Linked DNA regions of Anser cygnoides: region 2 is linked to region 1. A link is a contact called in public Hi-C data. All regions are on one chromosome and are shown on one strand. Each heading gives the region's core, a stretch centred on a gene start, on an enhancer-like site or on the middle of the called end of the contact. The rest is flanking DNA. Distances are from core to core; before and after follow the strand shown. Region 1 holds the start of EYA4 (EYA transcriptional coactivator and phosphatase 4). Region 2 has its middle 12 kb from the start of RPS12.

Region 1 (4,417 bases), core at 1,829-4,328:
AGGTCTCTCCCAGGAAGGAAAGAAAGATCCTGGTATAATTGCAGAATACAAAATAAAAATTATTAGGCACACCTCATTCTGCCTGCACAGCCAACTGGAAAATACAGGTTTTCCTTTGCACCTAGCCAGCTTTATTTCAGGCAAGCTTTAAAGACAAAACTTCCACTAGTATCAGTGAGACTTTTGTCTGTGTATGGGATGCAGAGCAGAGCCCTCTCCTGGTAAGCACTGAAGATAATTGAGGACACCCCGGCACTGTGTTCGGCACCATCCACAGCACATATCTATGTGATGAAGTATTGAACGTAGGCACTCAAAATAAAATATTAGAAAAGCTCAGCTATTTGGAGACATGAAACCTTGTGATTGAGGCCAGGTTTGTTTGGATTTAAAAGAAAATAAATACGGAAATCTAAAAGCACTTAAATGATGGCATACTTGAAAACTGAAACTGAAAAATTGGTTATATAACATACTTAAAGGCACAGTTGGCACTTCAAACTCACAATGACTAGCCAGTTGTAACCTGCTTTTGAACCCACAGCTGAACTCTGGATGTCAAATTACTGAAAAGGGTGGGTCACTTTCTTTTTAAACCTGAAATCTGATAACCATGGCAAAAGAACCCCCATTCATTCTTTCTTTTTATGACTATAAAGCCACGAAGCACCAATAACAATCTTAAGTATACAGATCCACAAACTTAGCCTAATTAACACACTTGTGGATTTCATTCTTGATCCTGAAAATTAACAGCCATATTTCAAAGCCATGCTTTTGTAAAATAAACTTCACAACAGGTACATAAGCTAGATGCAACATATGATAGGCATTTCAACAAATCATAATAATGATACATTGCCAAAATAGTAGCAGTCGATCACTTGATTATCTTAGAGTGTCTAAGTATAGTTGCTTAAAAAGAAAAAAAAAAAAGTCAGCCAACTAAACAACAACAAAAAATACCCTTTTGTTACTGAGATGCAATCTAAAAGCATATTGGTTTTGTTTCAAAATTATTTATAAAGATTCTAAACCTTACTGTTTGTAATAACATGTGCAAACATGATTATCTGGAACCATACTATTTATGGCTGTAATCTCATTAGCCTTCACAAGGTAAGGAGGGTTGGGCCTATGGTACTTGCATGGAAGACCTGCAAGGAAATTCCAAGTTACTGTATGAAGTGGTATTTGTACAGGGCAAAATTCTTCTGCTGACTCAGTATTGAACAAGCATGAAGTATATATGATCACAAATGCTGTCTTTATATAAGAAGTAAAACCAAGAATATCGAACACTTGCAGTCATTAAACACCCTATGGTACTTTTTGCAAGTGTAGGAGTGCCTGGCCAAATACCAGTCTAGATAATTACATCCTGCCTACTTACATTCCCCTGTAGCTTTAAATGGATAAGGTATTATTCTTCTATTCTTGTGTAAAAGTGGATCCTACAGCCTTTCCTTGGGCTCCGCTAGGACTATTTCTAGCATGACCTTCTCCACGCAGGGCTCTATATGGTCACACAGAGTCATTTATAAGACCCAGTGCACTGCACTAGATTTTGGACTTGGAGCCTACTGAGGTCACTTCCATTAAGCACTGGAATTTTCTTCAGCCCAACGGCACCAATGTAACCAAAATCATCATCTAATTACTACCCAGAAAAGTCATATTTGCAATAAACCACTGCCAAAAATTAGTGTGCATTTATGATAACAGTTTCTGCAGGACTTCCTTCAGCGCACCTGTCCCAGGCCAAAGGCCCATTGATTTTGTATGGGACCCTGCCTGCTTTCAGCGAAATCTATAGCAAAAGAGCAATGATGTTCAATGACAGCAAGTCTAGGCCCTTTATTGGGAGATTTGCCTTGTGCCAGGTAACAGCAGTGAGGTTCTCCCACCCCTCCTCAATCTGAAACTGGTTACATCAACAAAAATTATGTGTAATCTTGTTAAGTCACCTGCATCTTACATTTTAAGAGGGGGTGCAACAGATGGTTAAAAGTTTGCTTTAAAGTGGTATGTCTATTAAAACATTAAAACAAGCCAGGTTACTTGGTGACAGTTCCCTGTAGCAGGAATTTGCTTCATTGAAGTAAAGTGGAAGGAAACCAGACTTCAGAAAACCTTCATTATCGTGTTCAAGTGCCTCATATTAGAGCACTGCTGTTCACAAAAGTCCTCTCAAAAGGAACGGGCTGTTAGCACGTTTTCCTACAGAAGGAGTCTGTTAGCAAGATGGGTGCTGGTGTGAGTCACAACTGATACTCTGTAGCAGGGCTGTCAATTGCAATTATTTTCTGCAAATCTGAGTTCTTCCCCCTGCCAGTTGCTCTCTAAACTTCCAGTTTCAAAATTCACTTTCTTTTTCCTTTTTTTTTTTTTTTTTCTGGCTTGTCCTAGACTATGTCAATTTGAAGGCTGGCTTTTGGGGGCTTTTTGAGTTTAAATGTTTTTCTAGCTGTATTTGTGTAGGTCAAAGATTTTTCCAAGTCTGTTCTCTTTCTGAGTGGCGACTCTCCCAAGACAGCAAATACAAGTTTTTTATAGACTTGTTTTCATGAAGTTTTAGTCATCTGAAGTCTGAAATTATTTAGGAGAAAGATGACCATTGTCTGTACAATTCACTGGATGCAAATCATAAAATTCAAAGGCAGACAGCTTCAGTCAAGTAATGCTTTGAATAGTATCATTGAATGCAAGACCAAGCAAATGGAAGGCAGGTAGGAAAGAGTCTTCAGGAGTATGCAATTTCCCCCCCACCCCCCCACCCCCCCATTTCATGTGATTCACTGAGCTCAAAAGCTTCTGACGTGCTTCTTCTGAAGATCATGGCATTTCTCTGAATGTTGCTGTCATTCTCTCCAGCTATAGGGCCTAACTTCTGATTCATCTTCTGAATTTTTGACTTTATCCCTTTGAAGAGCAAAATTACTTGACAGAAAGAGGGTGATGCAACTGGTTGAACAAGAGCCAGCCAATCCACCCAGTGAAACCCAAGAGGAAATACACGGTTGATGGTAAGAGTGTGAAAAGTGACTAGGCAGGGATTTTCCTCCCCTTATCCACACTGGGTAGCGAAGAGGACCAAACACAGCTTTTGAACTTCCAGCAGAAAACAGCCTTCAGCTTCCAAGCAGGAAGTGTCTCCATTCACACTGACGAGCTTGAGAGGAGGGAGACAAACGCATCCCGTAAAAGGGTACTCTGTGGTGCTCGGTCAGCCTTCAAAGAAGACCAACCGTCCCAAGAAGCCAGAACCGCTTTACTGTGGTGGTTCTTTGTAGAACAAACAAGAGGGGACAGGCGGGAGAAGTGAACTGCTGGCTTTGGTACCCGGACTCAAGTGGGTCAGTGCCCCAGGCCCTTCAGCTCCTTTTCCTTCCTCTGCTCCCACCAACGCTCCGCAGGCACAGTGAAGGTGCGGGGTCAGGGCACGGCAGGACGGAGCAGCCCCCAGGCTCTACAGTGCCTTGCCGAGCCGTGCCGTGCCGTGCCGAGCCGTGCCGTGCCGTGCCGGGGCGGGCGGCAGCCGCGGGGCAGCCGGGCCGGTGCCTCCCGGCACAAGTGCACGGCACCGCCCGGGGCTGCGCTCCTCGCCCCGCAGCTCCCCGCTTTCGGGACCGGGCTTTTCGGCAGGGAGGGGGTTACCTTTCCTTAGCAAGGTCCCGTCCCTTGCCAGGGAAACTTCCTTACGTGCCTGTTGCGTGAGAGGCAACTGGTTGCGCTCGCTGAAGTGCGAAGAGTGTTTGGCTTCTCCCGCACCAGCCTCCTCCTCCGTCTCCCCCTCCCGCCCCGAGTCTCCCCTCCCGTTTTGCTCCGAGTTGCGCTTTATTTGTGTGTGGGGGGGGGGTGGGGTGGGGGGGGGGGGGGACGGGGACTTGTAGGGGGGATGTCCTGGTTTTGCCAGAGGAACAGTGCAAAAGGGGAACCTCGGCTCGGAGAAGGGACGAGAATAAATAAATAAGGAGCGGCCATAAAATAAAGGTAGTGGCATATCCCGGCGGCTACGAGAAGGTGAGTGTCTCCCTCCCGCCCCTCAGAGGTGCCGGGAGCCGCTTCGCTGTCGCATGTGCCCGTGTCCGTGCGGATGGGTGTGAGCGGGTGCTTGCGTTTAGGGCTCATTTAGCATTGTTTTCCGACAAAACAAAACGTTGCCGCGAAACAAGCGCCGTGGGAAGGGGCCGCGGAGCCGGCTCGGGCTGTGGCCCCGGGCACCGGGCGAGCCGAGCGGCAGAAATCCGCCCTCCGGTGCGAGCCGGCTGCCTTCCTCCCCACCCGGCCGGCCCCTCCGCGGCTGCCGGCCCCTGCCGCTCCGCCCTGGCCCCCCTTCCACCGGCTGCCACCGCACTGCTCCCGGCCCGAGCCTCCCGCAGCCCCCGGAGCGGGGCACGGGGAGCGGCAGAGGGCA
Region 2 (4,134 bases), core at 606-3,105, 220 kb before region 1:
ACAAGGGCTAAACCTCTTCAGAAATGGGGAGCGCTACCTAAAGGTTTAATATTCTTTGGTGAATTGGTCTGCCTCAATCTGTTCTCCCAGACTATTTAAGGATAGAGATGGATTTGTTAATTGCTTGTGTAGTGACTCAAAAAGGATTCATATACGATCATGGAGGAGTTTTGCACTGGGGGGATGTATCCTGAGCAGGTGTGTTTCTTTTGGGAACATCCAGGCCCAACTGTTCCTCTTCTCTTCTTTGGCATGTGCTCCCTGCCTTCATGAAGGAAGGTGCACCTTGCCGCTTACAGCTCAGGATCCCATGTTCCCCAGAATGCCAGCATCTGCAGGCAAGCTGTTCACAACCTGTAGCCTCTTCACAAGGCACTTTTTGGAGAGGAGGCAAGCAGCACACTGGTGATAGCTGTTCTTTCAGAGTAATATAGACGTATAGACAAAAGCAGTATTTCCTTCTGCTCCACCTTATGTATGTATCTCTTCTGTATTTGGAAAAAAAAAAAAAAAAAAAGTCCTGGATGGCCACACATACTGCAACAATTGAAAACAAGTCCTCATAGCAAATCTGTTAGAAGGCTGAAGCAATATGCAGGAACATTTTGTTCTGAAGTGAGTTGGAAAATGTTTCCTTTTCAGCTTGTGATTACATGCTAGTTGCACAATTCGGATCTCTTTTGTTGGTATTAGTTCATTGCATCAGCTACATTTGCACTAGCTAATGCATCTGTCCTGGGAACCTTAAATGTTTTTATCTTTTGAACTAATAAAACTTGGGCAACAGCGTAGAGAATGTCACATTATCCTGATTGTGCTTTATTTTTTAGTTAAGAGAAATTATCTCTGAATCCCAGTAACAGTTCAGGCCTAATGTTATTGTTTGAGGCTGCCAAAAATGTGCAAGTTTGTTTTTAAATGGAGCATCTAATTGAGATTTGGATTTAGATCAACACTCTGAACAATTGTCACCCCTTACTTTCCAGCTTTCAGCTGGTAGCAAAAGGGGGTAAAATATTCTCTCAACTAGTAAGCAAACTAGTCCTCCACAGGCTGCTTTATATGTATATATGTATATATAAATAATAAAAAATAAAAAAGCCACCTATGGTTTTGTGGTTAAAAATGGTGATGTAGATTTTACCTCTGCCGTTGAGCTCCTATGAGAGCTCCTATGTTGAGCTCCTCTTAGGCAAATCACTCGGAAATGTTCACAGAGGGTGATGCGTGTTTATTTTCTGGGTGCCCCAGCTTGCCTGAGCCTTGTTCTGTGGAACTGCCAGACATTCACAACTATTGAAACCTTGCTTTAAGCACAGAAAGTTACTTTATTTCTGAGAAATAAAGCATACAGGAGTCTCAGACGAATGAAGCTGAAGACAGTTTGACCCATCAGTCACTGTGGTACTGAGGCAAACCAGCGTGCGCATGGCGCCACCACGACCAGCTTGGGCGAGTGAGATATTTAGCACGGATAACGTCGGTTGGGTTGCTAATTTTGTTCTTTATATGTTTTTTTGGTAAATGCTCGCCTCTGGGTGTTTAACCCAGCGCCGTTTTGGAGCGGCGCCGTGGCGGCGCGGCGCTGCCCGGCTGCGACACAAGATGGCGGCCGTGCTGCGGGCACGGGGCGGCCGCGGCCCGGCAGCGGCCTGGGGAGGGGCGGCGGCAGGTGCTGCGCTGGTCCCGCCGGGCCGGCCGCGGAGCGAACAAACGGGGGACTGAAACTCTCTAACGCCTTTGAATGCTGTCGATTTTTATGCATATTTTCCAGCACTGCAGCCTTGTAAAATCCAAATGAGTCAGATGCTTCGGCTTTTACGGCGTGTAGAAACGCGTTTGCATAAACCAGAGGGCTTTGTTGTACAGCTGTGACTCTAATCTGTTTTTCTCGGAGCTGTAATGCACAGAGCAAGCGGTATTGTCTGCTCGCTTGCTTTCACAGAGACATCTTATTTAATGAATTAGCCAGAAAATTTGCGGAGGTTTTGGGGATATGTTTGAGTAGTCAATTGTTTAGAAATTTGCTTTGTACATTGGCTAGCTAAGTAGCACTGTATGGGACTAGAAAACACCAGTGTCAAACGAAGCATTTAACAGATTACACAGATTTAAGAGCCAGGATAGGTGAAAGCATTATTTTTTTTTTTTTTTTGTCTCTGCTCCCTCAAGTGTCTGATGTATTACAGCGTTCAAAGCATTTCAGTATGCTTATATTGTATTCACACATATGCAATGTATTTGAAACATTCCTACCAAGGAGATTGTGGTAAAAACTGTAACATGCAGCTTGCTGGGTTTCATTGTAAAGTAATATAATCTCCACATGTGCAAAAGCCAATGCAATATTTTATTTTTTGCTTACCCCAGGGAATGTGATATTAAATTTATCAGCTGAAGTACTTGAATGAGAACTCATAAATATTTTTTGAGGTGCATCAGTGGTGTACACGGGGAGGGAGAAGACATGCGGCATTGGGTGAGGAGGAAGTAGTTCATACTTCTCATTCTCTGCTGTCACATAATAGCTATGCGTTGGCCTTCATATGGAGTACTGGTAATTTTTCTCAGTGATTGAAAACAAGTTTTAAATTGGGGAGAATTTGTTAGTCACTGATTTTTATTGATAATTGAGATGTTCACAGTGCATACAGTGCTCTGGTCGTCTTGGAAGTAGAGGGGAGAGCTACTCAAAAGAGAGGTATCATTCTGAAAACGTTTTAGAAGCATGGGAGAGACTGTTGGACTGTTCTTTTTATCCAATGCACTGTAATTGTAGACAACCTAGCTGAGTGTAGTACTGTAAATCTAGGAGTTTGTGAACTCCATTAATGGAGTTATCTTCCAGGGCTTAAGCATGTATCTCTGCATAGTATTATCCCGTGTTGTGTTAGTCTAGTCACTTGTCTGGACTTAATTTGGGTGTCTCCAAAACAACTTTGTGGTTATTTAGAATAATCCAAGTCATGCTGAGTTAGCAGCTCTTTGTCATCATTGGCTCAATATTCAGCTGCAGCCAAAATTACCCATATCAGGAGGGTACTGAGAACACAACCAAAGACATCATTTTGCCACTGTAGAAAATCTTTGTACACCCACATCTTGAGTGCTGCATGTAGTTGATCTCCACACTTTGAGAAGAGTGTAATAAAGACATGAGAAAAACAAACAAACAAACAAAAAACATCTAAAGTTATTAAGGGGATGTAACACCAGGCGTATGCTCTCACTTCAATTTGGAGAGTAAGGTTCAAAAGGGTTCTGGTTGATTTACCAGATCAAGAAGGCAGTGCAGAAAATGAATGCTAAACTTACATACCAGGTCCTATAATACCATTTTGGGGATGTGAATTGAAACTGATAGGAGACAATTTAAAATAGATTTTAAAAAGTGTCTTTCTTCAAAGCATTTGATAAACTTGTGCAACTTACTATTGCAAGAAAGTATGAAGTCAACACATATCAAGAAATTCAAAATGTATTAGACAAATTAATGGATAAAAGGTGCAAATCAGATACTTTTGGGAATAGGTAGGGATATTGCTTATGATGTTCCTAATCTAATAGCAGGATGCAGGAGGAGTATGAAGATTGGACCTCAGATAGTCTCGTTCTGTCTGCTCTCCCTGAACAACTTCTGCAACAACCACTGTGTGAGACAAAACGGGGCAAGTGGATCATTGGTCTCATCCTGTGGGGCATTCCTGATAGGAAAGGATATGGCAGACATACACCTAGGAATACTAAAAGAACCCAGAGAGGTGCCCAAAGTCTCTTGTTCCATCATCACAGCCATTAAAAGTTACAAAAGATTTAATAGCACTTCCAGAGAAGAAGCAAAGAGGGGTGGCTACTTCAGTCCTCTGGAAGTCAAGAAGTTTGGGTGGCTAGAATGTTTTTACTAGACTTTTTCAGGAACCTGCTTAATTAGCATCTGGCCCAAAAATGAAGACTAACAGGGGCTGTAGGTGGTTCAGTGTAGTAGTCACTGAAGTGAAGGAAGCAATAAGCCCTTTTACTGTTACTTGAGAAGACTAGAACTGAGAACACACCTAATCCAGTTCGCTTTCTACATGCTTGTAGGTGATCAGATTAAAATGTTTTTAAGCTTTTTGCCTGCTGGGGTTTCTCAGG

What was found. Hi-C and Micro-C count contacts between places; a contact is called where the count stands out from the background.
Region 2: a contact with region 1 is called in a Hi-C map of liver, with 2.7 times the contacts expected there. The contact joins the enhancer-like site here to the promoter of EYA4 in region 1. A contact is called at or near these places in 2 of 7 Hi-C or Micro-C datasets (granulosa cells and liver).

Annotation. Positions count from the first base shown.
Region 1 is chr3:62,229,354-62,233,770 of Taihu_goose_T2T_genome, reverse strand. EYA4 (EYA transcriptional coactivator and phosphatase 4) reads left to right here and starts at 3,078. Exons shown (of 20, transcript XM_066994266.1): 1 at 3,078-3,356.
Region 2 is chr3:62,447,847-62,451,980 of Taihu_goose_T2T_genome, reverse strand. No RefSeq gene overlaps it. Among named protein-coding and RNA genes, the nearest start is that of RPS12, 12 kb to the left of the region's middle. Within about 2 kb of position 1,855, at least 1 of the 3 cell types and tissues checked has open chromatin away from gene starts, as enhancers often do.